3 separate regions of the Zea mays genome follow, and regions 1 and 3 are each linked to region 2. The links are chromatin contacts, called in public Hi-C maps. All regions are on one chromosome and are shown on one strand. The core of a region is the stretch at or near the end of the contact, and the rest is flanking DNA. Distances in the headings are between cores, read along the strand shown. Region 1 holds the start of LOC100283147 (tyrosine specific protein phosphatase family protein). Region 2 holds the start of LOC100191389 (Aminotransferase-like plant mobile domain family protein). Region 3 holds the start of LOC103637892 (STOREKEEPER protein).

Region 1 (2,700 bases), core at 164-2,663, 180 kb after region 2:
TCTATATTAGTATATTTATTATTATCTAGTTGAATATAGACATAAAAATACAGAGCTAAAATGAATACTGTTTTGGAACAGAGGGAATACAAGATACAAAAAGTAGAACACGATGGGAGTTCTAAAAAGAAATATTGATCTGAATAACTCAAAGTCATTGCATGCTTTGCCTATTCTGCAGAAACAGCGAAAGATCACCATAGCATGAAACCAAAAATAAGAAGAAAAAAATCACAAAAGGAAACGAAAAGAAATAGAAATAAAGGCAACACATGGAGAGCTCCAAGCCAAAAGCGGTGATGCGTACACGCTGGTAGTGGACTAGTGGTAGGCTTGAATTCATAGGAACCCAACAAATAAAAAAACACTTGAGAATATCGGGAAAAGAGTCAGCAGCACAGCTGGCTTGATTAATCAAAGCAATGCTGAAAGGGACCACCACCGATTCACCGTGAATTTTGAAAATTCTCCAGATAACACTGCCTGCCTACGTGAAGAGGATTTATGGCCCCTTTCACGCAAGTCGGTTACAATAACAAATACTCCAATTTTCTTTGAAGTAGAAGTGCAGCAAATACTACTTAAATTAGGATACACAACACGACATATGATCAACAACGTCGGCTCGGGGCAAACAAGCCGTGCATCATGATTGTTACCTAAAGCAAACCATAATTTAATCTCTCCAGAGTAATTATACGCCTCCATGAACCATCGCTAACCGACCGCAAAGCAGCAGAAGATTTCGTTGAAAACACGTGGCCCGATTGTTAATTGATTTAGGATTTACCTTGCGCCCCTCGATTCCGAACTGGTGGAGCCTGATCCCATTCTTTTCTAGGAACTCCGTGTTCGTCCCCGGGTACGGCTCCGGGCACAGGTACCTGGCGCGCTGGAACGGTTCAGAGCGCCGCACGAGCACAGTGATTCGAGAGACGGCGCCGGCATGGGAGAGAGCGAAAGAGACGCTTACACGATGGAGCGGAGGTTGAGGGACTTGAGGAACCGGAAGTTGGCGGTCCCTGGGAATCCGGAGCGGAAGATGCCGTCGTCGACCACGGCGAAGTTGAGCGGCGGCACGAGCGCCGCCTCGTCGAACGCTGGCGGCGGCGGCGGGAGCGACGGGGGCAAGGGGCAGATCCTTGGCGGCTTCTCGTGCTTCCACAGGTCCAGGCCGCTCATCTCCATGGCCTCCTCCCTCTGCTGCGCCTCCAGCACCCGCTGTTTGGGCTTGGGCATGACCTCCAGCTTCATGGCCGCGGGGCGGTGAGGGAAGGGCCCTAAAACCGAGGCACGGCGCGCGGGTGGGTGGTTTCTTTGTGGGCAATTTGGCCGTTATTTATAGGGAAGAAGGCGAAAAACAAAAGGTAGCATGAGAGGTTTTTGCCTAGAAAATATCGTGTGCAATCAGGTTGATGTTTAATCATCTAGTAGATCCAATTACAACTAAGGGCTCTTTTGGCGCGACTCTTTGAACGACTCTAGCTCGGACTTATCATAAAGCCCTACCTAATGGTAAAATATTCGGTTTCTCGTCGAAAGCCCTTGAAAAAGTAGAGTCGTTTTTGTGTTGAAAGATAGAGCACAAAAACATGGCTTCTATTTAGGGTGGAAACGAGCCAAGCCAATCTCGACTCGGATCGTTGCGGCTCGGCCATGTAACGAGTTGAGCTCGGTCTAACAAGCCTGAAAAGTTGGCTCATGAGTCGGCTCGCCGAGCCAACGAGCTTGGCCATAAGCATAAACTTACATCCAAATTATAATATAAAATTTCAAAATTAATTTAAATAACATATTTTAAATTAGTATTGATTTCGCACATATCAGATACTCATCGGGTAACGAGTATGGACAATAGATATCCATACGCGCGAAAAAATATTTGTGAATATTTTATTATATTCATACTCATATCTATAGATAATAAATTCTATCATATCTGTATCCGATGGATAATTACTTGTGGATATTTATCCATACACGTACTCACTCCCATCCCTAATTTTGAGAGTGAAAGGGGGGTGGTGATTTGATTATGGAGCACGTAATGTTATGAAATATTATGGAGCAATGAACTATATGAATGTTTTTATGGTCGACATATGTTTCATGGACTAAGAATTGAATTTATATTCCTGCTGAATTAGTGACCACAGGAAATATCATACCCCCACAAATAGTCCCCATATCACCTTGATAGAAGCGTCCACGGGAAAGAGGCCCACATAACCTATAACTAATATACAGTATATACATAGGACCGGTATGAACAGATATTCGCGCTGCAGCTTCAGTGATTTGTGACGGAAAAACAACACGGTTCGAATATTGCGGCTGGAAGGTCGCCGATGGTCCTTATCGACCGTTACGGTAGTTATCCACTGTCTCATAATCTATACTATATTTAAAGTATCAGTTTAAACAGTCGTTCCACGTCATCTTTTTACAAATAACCCCTCACAGCTATTTCAAATTAATCCGTTGCACGACTATAGATGGTCAAACGGCGGTCTAACTAAGTGTGTGTTTGGCATGGCTCTGCTCCACCCCAGAGCAGCTGTACTCCAAAACTCCGGGTGGAGCAGCTCTGCACCAGAGTTTAGATTGTTTCTAATAATCGGTGGCAATGGGGGGTAAATAACTCCAAACTTCATGTCTAGGTTGCTTTTTTGGAGTTTCCAGAGTAGCAAAATAGGTACT
Region 2 (2,700 bases), core at 165-2,664:
CGAATAAACCAATCCACACACACGAAAGGGCAACACCGAGCCTACAAAGGTGAAGGGGAACCATGCCGTGTCAGTCGAGTCCCAGGCTTGCACCATGGGACCCGCCATGCATCACCACGAGGACGTCAGCCACGAACCACTGCAGGGATAAGAACAACAAGTGGCATGGAGCGCTACTTCACGCAACCAGAAGAAGGGGGTCCGGGCAACAGATGAAAGACTTCTTCTCTCTCTCTGAAGAAGGAACAATGTAAGCTCTGACCCTTGGGATATAAAAGGGAAGGATCCTCTTCCTCTCATAAGGATAGGCACACAAGCACACTTGTCGTAACACGTTCAAAGCAATACTATGATCAACACTACACTGGAGTAGGGTGTGAATCCGAACCAGTATAAACCCCATGTCCCAAATTCTTCATTTGAGTCCCAGCGATTTACCATTCGGAGTGAGTCCACGCTAGCACCCCTCGCGAACACAAATCTTACTGCACCCTGTTTTCCGGAACCACGACAAGAACAATATTCTTGGCTGAACGGTTGTTGTTCCATCTATAGTACACAATTTGTACATTCACTTGAAATTGTCACAAAGAGAAATTTGTTTATAGTTCAGAAGAAAAGTGTTATAGCTTTATGAGATAAAAATTCTAAGTTCTTGCAATTGCTCTAGGTTTAAAGTGAAAATGGTTTCTAGTTTTAGAATTATTCAACCTTAATAAAAATAAATAAAATTGTTCCATTTACTTATTTACAACACAAATTAGGTAAATATTATTATTGTTCTCTTAGGGGGTGTTTGGATCCATTTATTTTGGAAGAATTAGAATTTACTTAATAAAGTAACCTATTTAGCTTGGAGTTTAACATTCCAACACTTTTCAAAGTTTAAATATAAGTTTATCTCAAATTCATGGGGTGGAGGATGAAAAATGATTTTATGCATCAATAGAATTTGTTTCTACCCTATAATTGATAGGACAATCTTCGACTCACTCATCTATATTAAAAATGTAGTACATAAATATCTCCGACATCTTGCTAATAATAGTATACAAATATATTTTGTATAAAACTAAATTAGCTTAATGATATATGCCTAAATTACTATTATTAGAATAAAATTCAATTCTTAGAATAAAACGAGACGTTATTTGAAATCAATACCCGACTACCCATGAGAAGTATCCATTGGAGAGAATAAATACGAAATCAATAAGAATAAAATGAGAGAGAAAAACGAAGAATTGTTTTTTAAAATGTGAAAAAAAGGACCCAAGAGAAGGCTCGTGCGGGTACGCTTTCCTGGGCCCAACAACCCCGGACCTGGGCTGTACGTCGCATCACGGATTGACGCTTCACCCCGTGTGCGTTCTGTGCCCCCCCAGGACTGGGTGGGCTGCCGCTGCCGACGCAACCTACGCCGCAGCCCTAGCCAGAGCCGAGGCCTTCATCGGTATCTTCTCCGGCGACGAGCACCCACAGGTATTTCCACCCCTTTCTCTTCCCTTCTGTGCGAAACCGAGCACCCAAACCCTAACTTAAATCAATTTGGCTATTTGATGCATACTAGCTTCGAACATTTTGCAAAAATTATCGGCTGTTCATGTGTTCATCGATGTCCCTTTACTGGGTCTACCCCTGGTGCTAGTAGTTCCAGTAGCAGCTGCTAGCCGCTTCTGTTTACAGTATTTGTTTCGATGAACACGTGAAAGATAATTTGAGAAGTAACCCTGTGGATGAACACTCGAACAATTGCTAAGCGACAGTTCCTTCACAAGCTAAGGTTAGTGATAATAATCAGCCTTCCAGACAATGGATCATGATCGTAAAATCAAATTGTAATTTCATTGAATATTTTGTTATTCCCATTATGTCACGCATGCCCAAGCAATTTCAATCAATATCGATAATGTGACTTCTTTTATTTTGACTGAGCATTTTTTTTCTGGCTTGGGAAATCGGAACAAGTTGAAAGATTTTGGCTCCACCACTGGCACCTGCATCATGGAGACGTGTCTGCAATGGTTCTATGTTTTATTGGATTGATGTTTGGATTTGTAGCACCTGAGTTCATTAGGTCTTTTCTTGAATTCAGCATTTCAGTGTCTAATATATTATCTTGAATAATATTATGAACTTCAACTTCTGTTTTCTTGGGTGTTCTATTCTTTTATTTTGGGTATCCTATTTTGGCAGCATCCTGCTGCCTTGTTTTTTAGTGTGGGTCTGGGATTTACGTTAGGGTGGTACTTTCAGAACATTCGTTTTTGAGTGTGGGTCTGGGGTTCATGTTGGGGTGGTACTTTGAGAACATTCCTTTTGCCTGTGGAATTTCTACTGCTCACTGAGTAAAGGTGAAAGCACAACTGAGCTCATAAGGGCTCATGAGATGGTGAAAGAAGCAGACCACGTGACAATTTAACAGAGTGCTGGACTGAGCTATTGGTATCAGATACATGTGCTATTTAGCAAGGGGAAGAAAACTAATGATAGGTGGGTAAACTCAGCCTTAGAAAATCTGTTGCCCTATCCTTTGCTTACCTATTCTTTACAGGCAGCGACCTATCTCGTGTTTCTTAAACCCAGCTACCTTGGCAAATAGTTCTATTCCAGGACATTTGACCAAGCCTATTACTTATTTTACCTAGTAACTGACCGGTGCTTTTGTGAAAAACACGTATCAACTATCTCGTGCTTGGC
Region 3 (2,700 bases), core at 31-2,530, 150 kb before region 2:
AAATTGATCTCTCTCACAGATCACAGAGAATGGTAAAATCTGTACCCAAGTTAAGGCCCTAGGCCTTTGATGGCATCGATGAGCAGGCCATAGACCTCCTTTTCCAGATCATGGCGGCGCATCTGCATGCGCATATCTGCCTCAAGCTGTCGCCTCCATTTGACCTCGGTGTCACTAGCCTCCTGCGACCCAAGCAGCGCCAACCCCTTCTCCAGTGACACACCTGACATGGTCTGCCCGTTCAGCCTCCAGTACTCTCCAAGCACCTCCTTAACCATAGGAAGCTTCACGGCCCCCTCCCTATTCCCGTCAATGTCGTCTGCATCGGCGGCCTCCTCGGCAGCGTTCTCTTCAGGGCGCGTGAGCTCGGCGCCCCAGAGGGCTGCGCCCAGGTCGCGCAGCCGGTGCTCGTGCGCGGTGCTGGAGTCACCCGGCACGGAGTGCTGGAACTTGCTCTTGAGGCGCTTGAGCTTGTAGTACACCTTGGCCTGGTCGAGATGCGGTGCGAGGGAGTCCCTGATGGAGTCGAACAGCTCGCCCATGTCCGGGAGGCGCGGCGCAATGCCGGTGCGGTCCTTGAAGGCGGCAGCGCCCGTGAGCAGCGCGATCTCGTCGGCCTCGCTCCAGAGCTTCTGGACGGCGCCCGCGCTGCCACGCCCCGCGCCGGACGACGGGGCCGCGGCGGCGGCGGCGGAGACCGAGGCCATGGCCGTGGCGAGCGTGGCGGAGTCCGGGAAGGAGCGCGGCTTGGGCTTGCGGTCGCTCTTGCGGGAGGGCGCGGCGGAGGCGTGGTCCGCGGAGCCCTCGCGGCGGGAGCTAGGGTTAGGGTTCGGGGAGCGGCGGCGGCCGCGGGACTTGGAGCGGGAGGTGCGCTTCTTGGAGCGCGGGGTGGAGGGACGGAGGCGCGCGGTGGCGGCGGCGGCGGCGGCGGTGGCGGAGGCGGCTTCGTCCATGGCGTGCGGGGACGGCCGCTTGGAGGGCATCGGCGGCGCGGGGGGGCGAGGGCTCGGGAGGCGGGCGATTCGAATTTCGGCAGGGCTCGGGACGGGAAGGGGATCGGGAAGCCGAGGCGGAAGGGGAAGAGGAGTCCGGTGGGCAGCGGCGCAGGTTGCAGCACTCCGGACGGAGTCGGGGCTCGGGAAGGGAGCGGCGGCGCGCGGCGTGGCGCGCGTGGCGAGTACTCGAGTTGCGGCGGGCCGGTTGACAAGCTGCGAACCTGACAAGTGACAACGGTACGGTTTCTTCGTGCGTTTCGTCGCGGCAGCTCCGTCGGCATGCCCCCGTGTCGCTCGCGCTGTTCCACTTCCAAAGCCTGCGCTCCGAGCGTGACGTCACTCGCACGGCGCGGTGGCTCACCCTGCCGCTGCTGCAGGCTGCTGATCGATCGAACGCCTGCTCTGGATTTTTGACATGTGTCTACCTGTTAATGATCGATGTGTTGTTTTTTTATGATCGGTATGTATGTGATTGAAGCAGATAAAAAAGAGCTTAAGCTAGTTTGAAAACCACATTTTTCCAAGGGTTTTCATTTTTCTCAAGTAAAATTAGTTCAATTTCTTTGAGAAATTTGAAATTCCACGTAAAAATGGGGTTGTTAAACTAGCCCTAAGTCAGTCTACGCTTTTAACGGCATCTGCAATTTAAGATGTACTAGTTGGTAAACACCGGCAGCCAGCAGCAGGCCTGCTCTGAGCTCTGGAGTCCATGGTGACCAGATTCTGAATCATGAGTTCATGACTTAAGTGGCCGTTGCGACTTTGAGGTGCGCTGGACTGGACTGGACTTGCTCGACTGAGGGAATGGAGCCGTGCATTTGCGAGGCGAAAATATCACATGGTCGTGGTCTGCCTCTGAGGGGAACGGAGTTTCCCATCGCTTTGGGACTGGAAAATATCGCGAATCCTGGGGAAAAAAAATATTTGTGTCCACCTCCCTCTCACCCGTCGCGCGCAGAGCCAAACCAACGACTACACCATCGATGTCGGCCGCCGAACCGGAAGCCCATGCGGCCTCCGACGGCTTTGACCGGCGGCGGCGCGAGCTGCAAGCGTTCGACGACACCAAGGCGGGCGTGAAGGGGCTCGTGGACGCCGGCGTCACGGCCATTACGGCCATCTTCCGCCACCGGCCCGCCGGAGTCCCTGGAGGCGACGACCTCGTGCCCGCCGCCGTCCCCCACCGGCGAGGCCGCCGGCATCATCCCGGTCATCGACCTCGCGGCTGCGCCGCGACAAGAGGTGGCCGCGCGGGTGAGGCGCGCGGCCGAGACCGCGGGGTTCTTCCAGGTGGTCAACCACGGCGTGCCGCGGGAGCTCATGGCCGCCGCGCTCGCCGGGGTGAGGCGGTTCAACGAGCAGCAGGCGGAGGCGAAGCGCCGCTTCTACACCAGGGACACCGCGCGCAAGGTGAGGTTCACCTCCAACTACGACCTCTTCCAGTCGGCGGCCGCCAGCTGGCGCGACACCCTCTTCTGCGAGCTGGCGCCCGACCCGCCGCGCCCGGAAGAGCTGCCCGAGGCTGTCAGGTACCGAGTTTCTGATCCGTGCTCCATACTACCGCGATATATACTGTATACTTCACGAGTCACGACTCACGACCGACTGATCGGGTGAAAGGGGCGCGATGCTGGAGTACGGCGACGCGGCGACGGAGCTGGCGCTGCGGGTGTTGGAGCTCCTGTCGGAGTCCCTCGGCCTGCCC

Evidence for each region. Hi-C and Micro-C count contacts between places; a contact is called where the count stands out from the background.
Region 1: a Hi-C map of leaf shows a contact between it and region 2, with 6 times the contacts expected there. The contact joins the promoter of LOC100283147 here to the promoter of LOC100191389 in region 2. A contact is called at or near these places in 12 of 25 Hi-C or Micro-C datasets (bundle sheath, ear, endosperm and 3 more).
Region 3: a contact with region 2 is called in a Hi-C map of ear, with 3 times the contacts expected there. The contact joins the promoter of LOC103637892 here to the promoter of LOC100191389 in region 2. A contact is called at or near these places in 11 of 25 Hi-C or Micro-C datasets (bundle sheath, ear, endosperm and 4 more) and 1 of 3 datasets of contacts at active chromatin or transcription factors (leaf).

What each region holds. Positions count from the first base shown.
Region 1 is chr9:10,130,555-10,133,254 of Zm-B73-REFERENCE-NAM-5.0, forward strand. LOC100283147 (tyrosine specific protein phosphatase family protein) reads right to left here and starts at 1,414. Exons shown (of 5, transcript NM_001156049.2): 1 at 974-1,414; 2 at 791-884. The coding sequence starts at 1,254.
Region 2 is chr9:9,950,088-9,952,787 of Zm-B73-REFERENCE-NAM-5.0, forward strand. LOC100191389 (Aminotransferase-like plant mobile domain family protein) reads left to right here and starts at 1,415. Exons shown (of 4, transcript NM_001136823.2): 1 at 1,415-1,482.
Region 3 is chr9:9,804,552-9,807,251 of Zm-B73-REFERENCE-NAM-5.0, forward strand. It overlaps LOC103637892 (STOREKEEPER protein), which reads right to left and starts at 1,281. Exons shown (of 2, transcript XM_008660910.4): 1 at 46-1,281. The coding sequence starts at 983. The coding sequence ends at 51. It also overlaps the pseudogene LOC111589253.